Linked DNA regions of Rattus norvegicus: all the other regions are linked to region 1. Evidence: chromatin contacts called from public Hi-C data. All regions are on one chromosome and are shown on one strand. The core of a region is the stretch at or near the end of the contact, and the rest is flanking DNA. Distances in the headings are between cores, read along the strand shown. Region 1 holds the start of Eif3d (eukaryotic translation initiation factor 3, subunit D). Region 2 holds the start of Ift27 (intraflagellar transport 27). Region 3 holds the start of Cacng2 (calcium voltage-gated channel auxiliary subunit gamma 2).

Region 1 (4,054 bases), core at 1,038-3,537:
CAGATAGATGCCATCTCCGAAAGGTTCCTCAGCCTCCCAAAACAGTGCCAAGACATGAGCCTGTGGAGAAGAGTCTGGGCTCACATGCTCACACATTACAGATAGCAGAACCCAGGGTGACCACATGTTGTGGGTATTCTTCCATGGGGGACATAAACGAGGACGTACCCCTCCTTACAAGGCCTCAATAACAAACAAATTTGAAATCCACCAAAGTCCACCCTGAGGAACCAATGAGTTTGCTGGGCTTGTTTACAGACCATGGGCAACCCCAAAGTGGCCTCACCCCAACATGGATGACGACTTCCACACAGCTGATGAATAGAGGCCACCCCCACTCCTTCTGGCAACCTTAAATGACCTAGCATCACCTGAGTCCATGAGGCCACGTACACTCAGGGGAAGAATCACCTATTGTCTGGGCATTGGGGAGAGCAGCTAGCCTCTGGGAGCCACATCGAAAAGAAGGGAGAAAGGAGGGAAAGACATGATGGGAACAGTTCAGCAAAGATACGCGCCTCTTCATATTTTAGGGCATTTCGACTTTCTGTTCATCTGGGGCCTTGCTATAGAGCCCAAGCTAGCTTCAGGGCTGCCCAGGCTGCCCTCCCGTTTTCAGCTGTTGGGAGCTTAGGATCAGGTGACCCAGTGAGAACTTGCTTCAACTTTTTAACAACTGATCTAGAGCCAGCAGGATGGCTCAGTGTTCAAAGCAAGTGCCTTTTCTCACAACCTCCGACTTTGCCAGCTCCTGTCTGATGTCATGCTCCCCTCAGTTTCAGAGTAGGGGGAATCCCAGAACATGCTGCCAGACCTGTCTAGACGCCAACTCTTAAAGACATATACATGACAGGACCAAGGCAGTGACAGTACACCCTCGGAGCAGAAAGAACAGCAAGTGTAGGACCTGCTGAGAGAGGAATGAGAGCAGGTCATGGTGGCCAGAGCAGAGGTTGTGCAGAATAGCAGGGAGCTGGTCAAAACAGGCAGGGATGTTGGGCCATGGGAAGCTAGTCCAGCTCCACGTTGAGCTTCCCTAGGAAGTGTGGGAAGAGCTTTGATCATGCTGAGGAGCGACCCACTGGGAGTATGAATGATTGAACAACAAGAGGAGATGGTCCTATGAGGAAGACAGCACTCAGATATGGCTGAAATTACAATACAGACTAGAATGTGGTGGGGAAAGGAAGTTAATGATGAGGACCCAGCAGGACTCACCAGGGAACAAAACTTGGGAAAACTGGAAGGCAAGCTCATTGGTAATTTAATGAAATGGGTAACCCCATCCACATTGCCATTTTCAGCACTAGAAAGTGGAATGTCCTTTGACAGCCATTTATTTTACCCCTTATTATCTAGCATCTAGCATTTCCAGCTTGCATTGGCTGGGGGCGGGGCGGGGGGGGGGGCCGCGGGATCTGAAGGCCATAAAACTAGTCTTGCCTAAACCTGGACACCACATGTGTCTAAGATGTATTTTCTAAAAAAGATCTGCTGGGAAACTATCAAGGAGACCTAGACAGCCAGATAGAAGGAACCAACTTTAAATAAAAGTCCATCCTGAGTTTCTTTACAGGTTTCATAATTGCCTAGCACTCTTTGGCTGCAGGGGGTGTTAGAAGTCAAGAGGTCGCACTGAACTGCACCGTGTGAATCGTGATAATCAATTAACACGCAGACTCCTAGCCTGCAGCTTGGATAGCCCTGACTTGAATATCAATTTAGAGCGAGACACTCTAAATCTGCTTTAAAAAAAAAAATCAGAAATCTCCGTTGAAAGACTCTTGAGATCTGTGGAACACCGAAGCTCTAGCAACCCGGACTACACAGGTCATTTGCCACCCTGCGTACGTGCCACAGGTAACAAGCACAAGTAACGCGCCGGGCCACCCTCCAGGTAAGGCTGAGCCAGACCAACAACCAGACTGGAGCAAGCGAGAACGTCGGGGAATTGTGGGAGGCAGAGGCGGACGCGAAGCATTGTGGGACACCGCGCGGGTAGCTCTGGCTCCCCGCCCCAGCTTCTCTCGAACCGAGCGTGACCACGTTTCAGTTCTGAACCGCTCAGGGCGTCCCCAGATGCCGCTGACGTAATCACCTCACTGTGTCTGGCACCTCAGAGGCGAGGTAGGACTTTTAGCCAAGAGCTGTGACGGACTTCCGGTTGGGTCTCGCTTTACGGCTTGACGTTTTTCCGCTGACTAGAAGGACGTGATGGGCCATTTACGACAGCGCTGGTCGCGTTTTACGGCACCGGCCTGCGCGCGCATCTTCCCTCCTGTCTTGGTCCCTGCGAGTATCGAGGCTATCGCAGTTTCTTACCCGGGCTATCTGTCGCCATCCGGGCCCGCGGAGGCCGTTGCAGGTGAGCGGCTTGTTTGGTAGGACCCTGCAGACCTCGCGAGCCAGCCTGGGCTAGGCATGACTTCGGGGGCTCCCGGAAGAGCCTTCCTTTACGTCCTCTCCTGTCGTCGGTGCCCCTCCGCTGGGCGGGGCGGGATTCGGCCTCAGGTGGTCCCAGGCACGACACAGAGTGCAAGACACCGGACATTGTGTGTGGATCCCTCTCCCGACGCTTTGCTGAGGTGGATTGGGGGGCGAAGTAGCCTCCTCTAGGGGTTCGAACAGATTCTTTCTATGCTCCGAAATGGACGACTAAGAAGAGTAGGTTCCAGCTCTGGTCCGAAACAGAGCCCAGGAGTTGATGGCTCCATCTGTAGTGTCCACAGTGATCCACACCACATTGTGGCCAATACAGCTGTCGCGTCGTTTTAGTTTTTCCCTACCAGTTTCTTTCTGGTTCATTTGTGCAGACGCCAAAGGACCAAACCCTGCCCATCCGGGGAGATGATGCATGTCAAGCCTTGAGCCATCTTGAACTTGTGACACCTCAAGTTTACAATTGCTTTTGAGGCAACCTGTTGAGTATGGCTTAAAGTCCCAGATGGTCAGACTGCCAGCTAACTACAGGATAGCCAGAAGAAGGACTTAAGTAGGCCACCTTGGAAACTTTTCGTTAGCAGAGCTAACTTTGTGTCTCAAAGATGGGGTGTGAGGGAGCAGTGGTGGTAGTGTCCGGTATAGTACCCCGATATCCTGGGGCCTCTTACTTCCTGTCAGCTGTTTGAAGGCAGCCACCCCACCCCCGTGTTCTTCCTACAGCCTAGCATAAGCTCATATTTGGAGAGTGAAGCTCCCAGGTTTATTCCTTGTCCCTGTCACCTAAATATTTAGAGAAGGAGGAGAGGTTACTAAGTTCTCTACTGGTGTTCTGCAGTTGCTCTCCAGCCTTCAAGAAGTAGTGTGATGACTTTTTCTCTGGACAGTGCCAGAGGGTTTCTTTGTGCCCCCCACCCCCCTTGGTTTGGTTTTTGATGGGAAGTGTCCAGCAAACCCCTGGATTACACAGCTGTTAGCTTTTACTTTTCTAAAATGAGCGTAGTGTTGGACACTATACTATATATGGACTTCAGGGCCAAAGATACACTACCAGTGTTCAAATTTCTAATCATCTAGCACTGTGACTTTTATTTCACTGTACCTTTAAGTTTTCACCCAGAAAATGGGAACAGGACTTACCCCACAGGACTGTCTGAAGGGGTTAATAAGTTCGTGTGCTGTATGCAGTCAGAACAGTGTCCTGGTGCTACTGCTTATGGGCTTTTGACACAGCCACTTTTGCAGCCTTTACCCACTGAGCCTTCTCACTGACCCAGCCTGACCTTGGTCACCAATGGTGCTTTTGCCTGGTCGCATGCACTGTACAGGATTTGTGCTGATGGAAGATTGGAAGGACCGGGTCTAGCCAAAGGTTCAGGGGGTGGTTTTGTTTGTTTGTTTTTAGTCCTTTGTTTTTTAGGATTTCTTTGTTGCCGAGTATGCACGTGTGGGGAGGTTGGTGGTGTGAATGCCAGCGTGTGCGTGCCATGGCATTCAGCTGGAGGTCAGAGGCCACATTTGGGAGTCAGTTCTCGCCTTCCACTTCGGTTCCACCTTGACCTGCGGCACCTTCTCAGCAGCCCGAGGATCTTTAAAGCACCCCGTGCTGGTGCCT
Region 2 (4,054 bases), core at 498-2,997, 200 kb before region 1:
ACTCCCTGGGTCAAGCATATACAAACAATCACAGGTAACTAATGTGATGGGCTACTGGAAGGTGACTGGGTCCTGGGAAATGAAGCTAGTTGAAAGAGAGTGCAACTTTGGGGGCATATCCTGGGAACTATTTCTTCCTCTCCTGACATGAGGCTATATGTGTAAATGCTGGCATTGTTATGGTGTTCAACCAACTGGCCCAACTAAGTTATCTTAGTCAGGGTTTCTATTCCTGCACAAACATCATGACCAAGAAGCAAGTTGGGGCCTGAAAGGGTTTCTTCAGCTTACACTTCCACATTGCTCTTCATCACCAAAGGAAGTCAGGACTGGAACTCAAGCAGGTCAGGAAGCAGGAGCTGATGCAGAGGCCACGGAGGGATGTTTCTTACTGGCTTGCTTCCCCTGGCTTGCTCAGCTTGCTTTCTTATAGAAACCAGGACCACCAGCCCAGGGATGGCACCACCCACAATGGGCTGGGTCCTCCCCACTTGATCACTAATTGAGAAAATGCTTTACAGCTGGGTCTCATGGAGGCATTTCCTCAAGGGAGGCTCCTTTCTCTGTGATAACTCCAGCTTGTGTCAAGTTAACACACAAAACCAGCCAGTACACAAGCCTTTTCTCTTTTAAATAGTTTCTCTCAGGAGTTTTGTCACAGCAACCAGCCCCCAACGCGAGGACACTTGCCTACTTTCTTTACCCATGAGTTGGTTTCTATCTATTTCAGAGGTCTAGAGGTCATGTGCCTTGCCCAGCCATATCCTGATTAGTGACAAAGCAAGAGAGGCTCCCAGGAAAGTCAGGTGGCATTTACCTGGAGCGACACCAGGATGGCATCCCTTCGTCCATAACAGAGGGAGTGGACTGAGAGGAAAGCACAAATCCGCTCAACAAAGTAGGCGTGTCCTCCCGTCCATTAAGGTATTACATCAAATTAGGCCTATTTTAGATTTTTATATTTTAGTTTAGTTTAGCTGATACATAATGACATAAAGTGGTATGTATTTACATATGAATATATTGTACGAGTTTCCATATGGGCTAAGGTCTCTACTTTCTTTGTGAATATCCCGCCTCCTGTCCTGCTTCCGAACGGTGCACAGCAAGGGTCCCGTCCGCAGTTGTTCGCTGTGCAAGCGAGCAGAGCCTTCCTGTTTCATCTACATTGTTAATCTCCTCATTGCTCAATGTTGCACATTCTTCCTTCCCCAATATTTCAGTTTTTAAGGCTCATAACATGCTTGGGCTTTAAAGATGGCATTTTGGTTCTGGACAAGAAGCAAAGGTTAGGTCTGTGAATGTTTCGTTGCATCTGGGGTCCGGGAATGGGACTAACAACACCGAAGACCCGCGACTGCAGCTTCCTTTACTGCGCAGGCGCCTTTACAGCGGCATCGCCCCGCCCCAAGTGGACGAACCCATTCACAGGAAGAGGGGGTAAAGTGCCACAAATCCCGAACTTTTCGCGATGGTTCAAGCCGTGCTCTGGCCAATCAAAAAGTCTCCTTAATCCCCGCCTTCAGCTGCATCCTGGTTGGGTTGCCTCTCCAAAGACACTAGGAGGAGCTCAGAAATGATTGACATCATCTAAAGCCAGTGGCTAAGCTGAGAGCAGTTAAAGAGCAGAAACCTCTCCGCTTTGTCCAGCGGAGGGAGACGGTTTTTCCCCGCCTCCTTCTTCTATTGGGTCTCTGGAGTCTTCGAGCGTTTGATAGCAACCAATCAGAGAACAATATGGAGGGAGGAGGCGGGTTGATGATAGTTGCCAGGAGCCTGTTTGGCGCGACTCCTGGGACCAGTGGACTAGTGGTTGTGTCCCAACTCTTCTGCCGGGTCCAAGGCTGGGCTTGGGACGGGTTCTGCTCCGCCCCATCGGCACCTTTGCAGGCTGCCTGGGGCCTGAGGCCCTCTGTCCACCCAACCCTAGCACCCGGGCCACCATCCATCCCTTCATCACGGCCTCAGGCTCTGGGGTCAGCTGCCCCGAATCCTAACCCCCTTTCAGCCCCCACCCCTCCACACGTCTCTGCTAGTACCTGGTTACTATGGTGAAGCTAGCGGCCAAATGCATCCTGGCAGGTGAGTAGTAAATGTGCTTGAACGCGTGGTCCTAACTCAGGCAGTTTTGGTTCACGATCGCGTCCACTGTCTGTCTCCCTTAAGAATGGCTGTGGTGACCAACAGAGCAAATTCTAGAAGGTGGGCGGGGGCGGAGTGGGGGGGAACGGCACTACACTCCCCCTCCCCTAGGACACATTTGTAGATGCAGCCGCGTCCCGGTCTCCCTCCCATATTTTGAGACCACCTTCACCAGACATACTTAAAAACTTGAGCGAATATTTCAGCACAAGCATGGACTATATCCCAGAGTCAGGGGTCAGCGATGCTGGTCCCACTCCCTCTAATATCAGGAAGATGGGGTGAGGTGGATTACCGGGTGGCACAGTTGAGAGCATGAACTTGGAGTTTCCCCCGAAAGTAAGAAGCTTATTGTTGTTGTCTGACATAGAAATAATCAGCACAACGTGCAGAGCATGGTTGAGTAGTATATGGATAAATGCAGAGTAAGTGAGTTCGTGGTGCTCACACCCGTGGGCTTGTCTTGAGTCAGTCTGAACATTGGGAAGACTATATGCTTAGCTTGTAGTCTGGTTAACAGCAGAGCACATGTGTCTACTGAGTCGACATACATGCCAGTGTCAGTTGGGAGTATTTCATTTAACCCCCTTGCCACAGCACACCCGGGTAGGTTCTGTGTGGTCCTGATGTGACTGGGTCACTGAGTGATGTTGCCATGGGTAAACAAACCCCCAGTGAAGGCTGTCCACCGCATTCCCAGGTCTCCTGACTCCAGAGCTCTGCCTGTGGGTCAGAAGTGTTGGCTGCTTTTTTTTTTTTTTCTTGTTGGGACAACATACTGGACAGGAAATAGTTTATTGTGGTCACAGGTCTAGAGGACTGTCTATCATGGTGGGGAAGGCATGGTGACGAAAATGAGAGGCAGGCTGGCCACATGAAGCGTGAGCCCTGGCCCTTAGCTCTCTTTCTCCCTTCTATTCAGTCAGGAGCTCCAGCCCAAAGAATAGTGTCACTCGCCCTCGGGGGCGGGCCTTCCCACCTTAACCTAAGCTAGATCATTTCTCACTGGCATGCCTAAAGGCTTGTCCTCACTTCTGTGGTGACTCCTCATTGTAATCAAAAGATTAGCAACAGTGGTGTCTTTTGATCTTTATCCTATAGAGTAAGAATGGGGGTAGGGAAACCATACCCATAAATGACTTTTCTCATTTGAAACCAAAAGCATCACCCAGAGAGAGGAGTGAGAGTTGTTGCTCAGGCCCTAGTGCAGTAGAAGGAAGCCTGGCTCTGTGGAGAGTCTGTAGTTCTCAGCGCGCCAGGGGAGGCAGTGTGGTGTAACAAAAGCAGCCAGTCCTTGCCCAGCTCTGTGGCTTTGGACAGTGTTCAGCTTCTGCATGGGTAAGTTGAGGACATTCTTTTTTTTTAAATTAAATTTCGTCTTAAGTAGGCGGTTCTGCCTGCTGTTCTCGGCTTGCTCCTCCTTAGCTGGTTAGCTCTCGAGGAGGTCCTGTGGTGATCCACTCTCCTCAGACTTGCTGTGTGCTGGTGTCACATCACACCCTCACAGCCACCAGCCAGTCCTCATGTAAGGTGAGGCAAGGAAGCCCCAGAGCAGTGAAGACACTTACCCTCCACCACACAGCAGGGCTGTGTGATTCAGACCCTGGGTCCAGACCCAGGCGATCTGCTTGGTTCCAGTCCTCCTGGCACTGAGCCTGTCACATGATTCCAGTCTCAACCAGAGCCATTAGGGGCTCCTGGCTTCCACCCCAGTCTGGTCCTCAGTCTACAGCTTCTGGTTAAGGCCTCCAGGGACCAAGAGACCTGGTCAGAACCACATTTCAGATTCTTAATCTCCATGCCTCCCTAGCACACATGCACACAACCCTTCCCCCAGCTTTTTCTTCTCATCCCTCATAGACCCACGTGTTCTCTCACGTGGCTCCCGTCCACAAGGATAGTCACTCAGCAG
Region 3 (4,054 bases), core at 747-3,246, 150 kb before region 1:
CATTAAGGAAAAGTTGCACACGCAGTCTGGAGAGGTGACGCAGGAAACAGCCCAGGCTCACGGTTCTGCTGAGCAAGAGAGGGCTCCTGTCTTTCCCTGCTCGTAACAGAGAGGTTTTTTTTTTAAATCAATCTCATTTATGAATGACAAGGGAAACTTGGAAAGATCCACCTACTTCTCCAGAAAACATTTTTATCTTTGAGATGAGTATTATAGCCCAAACCCCAGTCACCAGCCACCCTCCTTCTCATTCCTTCACAAGAATAATCTTTCCAAAATGTCTACTTGTGGAAGCAAGATGTAGAATTTCACAGAAAAGCTACAGAGCCACAGATAAAGCTATGCACACCTCTGTTAGCCAGAAAGAAAGATCAAGAAAAAAATGAGGAAGGAGATGCATCTATCCAGCCAGTAAAATAAAACAACCTCCCCTCCCCAAAAAGTGTGGAACCCATGCTTAGGGGAGGAAGAAAAGCACATAGAGACTATGTTTGTAATTACCCATCCAGGTTCTCTTCCAGGAGGAGAAGCAGCTGATTGAAGTTTTGTGAGAGTCTGACTGTGATGGGAGGGCTGTATTTGAAGCTCTGGGCACGTAGAGTTGGAATGAAAAGGAGGCTGATCTGGAAGAAACACCAAGGGGGGAGGGAAGTGGAGAGAGAGAGAGAGAGAGAGAGAGAGAGAGAGAGAGAGAGAGAGAGAGAGAGATCGCCAGCTACGCCTTCCTCCCAGCTCCAGGAGGCCCTGGACAGCGCTCATTCCGGAACTGTGGAACAGGAGTCGGGGAGGCCAGGCAGCCCGGCCTGGCCCGTCCGCGGACAACAGAGGCCCCGTAGCCCGGCCCCACTCCTGGCGGGCTACAGAGCGCTGGGAGCGCACAGAGTGGGGGAGCTGTCCAGTTCAGCACCACGGCGACGCAGTAGGTGGGCGCTCCTGCTCCGAGAGCTGTCCAGTCCAGCACCGCGGCGATGCTGTAGGTGAGAGCGCCCTGTCTCGGGGAGCTGTCCAGTTCAGCACCACGGCGATGCAGTAAGTGGAAGAGCCAGGCCGGGGTGAGCTGTCCGTTTCAGCACCACGGCGATGCTGTAGCTGGGAGCGCCTGGCCCGGGGCTGCGCGGCCGCGAGCGGGGGAGGCGGGCGGGCCTGCCTGCTGCAAGACGCCGGCTAGCGCGCCCCATCGCTCTCTCGCTCGCTGGCTTCCAAGGAGCTTTGCGGATCGGGGGAGGGAACCCCGCCTCGATTCTCCGGGAGAAACCCCCTCCCTCCCCCACTTCGCCGACACTACCCCCGCCGCCAACAACAATAACCGCGGCTGCTCGTCCTGCCGCCACCGCGCCCGCCAACCCTGCTGCCGCCGCCGCCGCCGCCGCCGCTGCCGCCGCCGCCGCCGGGGCACAACCATGGGAGGCGAGACCCCCTCACCGGTGCAGCTGAGCTCGAGGGCTTGCAGAAGACTGGGCAGTCTCCTCTGAAACGGAGGCACCCCGAGGACCCCCTCCCTCCCCAAGGAAGAGAACTGGCGAAGCCACGGATTTTCATGGCGCAGGCCGCAGAGCCGCGAACGAAGACCGAAGGTTGCTTCCCAGCTCTTCCAGTCTCTAACTGTCTAGGTCCGGACCATGAGAGATGGTGTTGAGAATTCGGCTGTACCCTGGCGCGCTGTGGAAGCCATCTCCAAATTAGCGATCACATATGGAAACTGGAGACCAGAATTTTAGGAAAAGAGATTAAGGCATCTCACTTGGGGGGGGTGGGGGGTGTCTTTTTATTTATTTTCCCTTTTTTAAAAAAAATCGCTGCAACTGGAACAGTTTTTTGATCTCAAAAGGCAAGCCTCTCTTCCCGTGTGATCTTTATAATTTACACACTTTTCCGTGAGCTTTCTTATCTCCCTTTTTTTATATCTCTCCATATTCTCTATTCACACATATATCCATTATATTAGTAGTGGAATTACCATTCGCACCCTCACACACACGCTCCTGAGAACCAGAAGTCGGTTGGGTGTTTATATAATGAAGAATTATGGGGCTGTTTGATCGAGGTGTTCAAATGCTTTTAACCACCGTTGGTGCTTTCGCTGCCTTCAGCTTGATGACCATCGCTGTGGGAACCGACTATTGGCTGTACTCCAGAGGGGTTTGCAAGACCAAAAGTGTCAGTGAGAATGAAACCAGCAAAAAGAACGAGGAAGTTATGACCCATTCCGGATTATGGAGAACCTGCTGCCTCGAAGGTATTTGATTTCCTACCTCCTCCCCCTTCCCACGCCGCCCCTCCCCTCCCCTCCACCCCCCTCCCGCCTCCAAATAAGTCCCCTCCACATTCCACCATTTTCCCACTTCACTCCCTCCGCCGCCGCTGCTGCAGATCAAGGTTGGCTGGGTTAGTTTCAGAGGAAAGAAAATCAATAGGCAAAACCCACACTCTCTACTCTTTGGCTGCCATCCCCGTCTTCCCAAACCTCCTCGCTGGAATGATCTATGGTACGGTGAAAACAGGAAATTGTCCATAGAGTCAGATGTTCTCTGGATGCTTTGGAGTCCTTAGGGTTTGCCTTTGGGTCTAGCTTGGCCACCTATGAGGAGGGAAAATGATTGCTTCTCTGCGTGCTGCTCAGCCTTTTGCAATGAAGGATTCAGAAAAAATGTTCTTCCTCTTCTCCTCACTCCTCAAAAGTTACAGGCCCAGCACCATCTGCAAGTCTCCCTTAAAAAAAAAAATCTGTTGTTTCTAAGAATCCTTATTTGGTAGATTCTAATTATTCCAGGAGCTCATGTCGAGTTCAAGAGCATTTCGTAATGTCTACGAGCCCCGCGGATCATTTGAGGTGGCTGGCTGTGTATGTGTGTGTGTGTGGTGTGTGTTTTAAGGTTTACGAAGTCTAAAATGCATGTGTCTCTCACAGGAAACAAGCCCAAGTTCTAATAAACAGCGGTCACTTGCGGGTTAGGCTGAGCGCGGATTTGCTTCCACGCAGAGTGACATGTCTGTCATCCAGAAGCAAGTCGAGTCAGCACTGTGCAGGCAGGAGGCGAGGGCATGGAGAGGTTGAGGGGGAATGGGAAAGCATGGGTGGGGGTGTCAGCTGTTGGTCTTGATCTTGCAGAGTCACTGGGGCAAGTGTACTGCATGTGCTATGGGCCGAGGGGCTCCCACAACGTAAAGGCCAGGAGATGAGGACATGAGGAAGGCATGTGCTTTTGGGACACGTTAATAAACACAAGAGGGGGGAACTCTGTAGGTCATACAAGCTGCATTTACCCACAGACTTTAATGGGAAGGAGTGAATTTGCATAGCTATATCTGTCTGTGTGCAAAAGCCACCTATAGGAAGACAGGCAGAGAGACACATATGCCCCTGTATGGAAAGAGGCTTGTATGTGTTCCACTGATGTGAACCAAGCCTGGAGGCCCGTTGAGGTGGCGTCGGGAAGCGAGCACTGCAGAACTGTTTGTTAAGCTCAACGTGGGATGGTGCTGCAGGGAGTTGGGGCCAGCAGATGGGGGAGAGGGCAAAACTGACGTGGTCCTGGCGAGGAGGGGGGTCTAGCCTATACTAAGCCAAACACTAGTCTGGGAAAAGAGCTTACATCGAATGCCCCCTCCCGGTGTGCTTGGTGCAAACGGTTGAGTGATGGCTGAACATGTTTTGAATAGCTAAGTGACTTCATTGAGCAATGGTCTGTTTGACGCATACTGCATTTGATACCCTTTCTCAGTCCAAGCGCTGCCTTTAACATTCTGCAGAGGTGCTCTCTGCTGAACACTCCGTGCTCCTCCCCAGCCAGAGAGTCAATATCAGGAAATTAATAGGGACCGTTTTACACACACGCATTCCGCCTCTCTTTTTAAAAAAAAAATGAAAAGCCTTTCGTAGCGCCAGTCATTTGCAGTGGGGAGGCAGCTTCCATGTAATTAAACATTTATGGCAGGCTTTGATGCCGAAAGAGGAAGAAAGCAGAGGGAATGAGGGTTGCTTTGGGGACATGATCCTGGCAGCTGCTTACATCCCTTGGATTTTGGTTAGAGGGATAAGAGATCTTCAGCCAAG

Evidence for each region. Hi-C and Micro-C count contacts between places; a contact is called where the count stands out from the background.
Region 2: a contact with region 1 is called in a Hi-C map of kidney, with 5 times the contacts expected there. The contact joins the promoter of Ift27 here to the promoter of Eif3d in region 1. A contact is called at or near these places in 5 of 12 Hi-C or Micro-C datasets (Schwann cells, frontal cortex, hepatocytes and 2 more) and 1 of 1 datasets of contacts at active chromatin or transcription factors (oligodendrocytes).
Region 3: a contact with region 1 is called in a Hi-C map of frontal cortex, with 2.1 times the contacts expected there. The contact joins the promoter of Cacng2 here to the promoter of Eif3d in region 1. A contact is called at or near these places in 4 of 12 Hi-C or Micro-C datasets (Schwann cells, frontal cortex, liver and 1 more).

The regions. Positions count from the first base shown.
Region 1 is chr7:111,430,973-111,435,026 of GRCr8, reverse strand. It overlaps Eif3d (eukaryotic translation initiation factor 3, subunit D), which reads left to right and starts at 2,287. Exons shown (of 15, transcript NM_001004283.1): 1 at 2,287-2,365. LOC102553765 (a long non-coding RNA gene) reads right to left here and starts at 2,176. Exons shown (of 4, transcript XR_593640.4): 1 at 2,099-2,176.
Region 2 is chr7:111,632,629-111,636,682 of GRCr8, reverse strand. Ift27 (intraflagellar transport 27) reads left to right here and starts at 1,747. Exons shown (of 7, transcript NM_001130495.1): 1 at 1,747-2,082. The coding sequence starts at 2,049.
Region 3 is chr7:111,575,699-111,579,752 of GRCr8, reverse strand. It overlaps Cacng2 (calcium voltage-gated channel auxiliary subunit gamma 2), which reads left to right and starts at 1,996. Exons shown (of 4, transcript NM_053351.2): 1 at 1,996-2,236. The coding sequence starts at 2,026. It overlaps LOC102554213 (a long non-coding RNA gene), which reads right to left and starts at 637. Exons shown (of 4, transcript XR_593641.4): 1 at 502-637.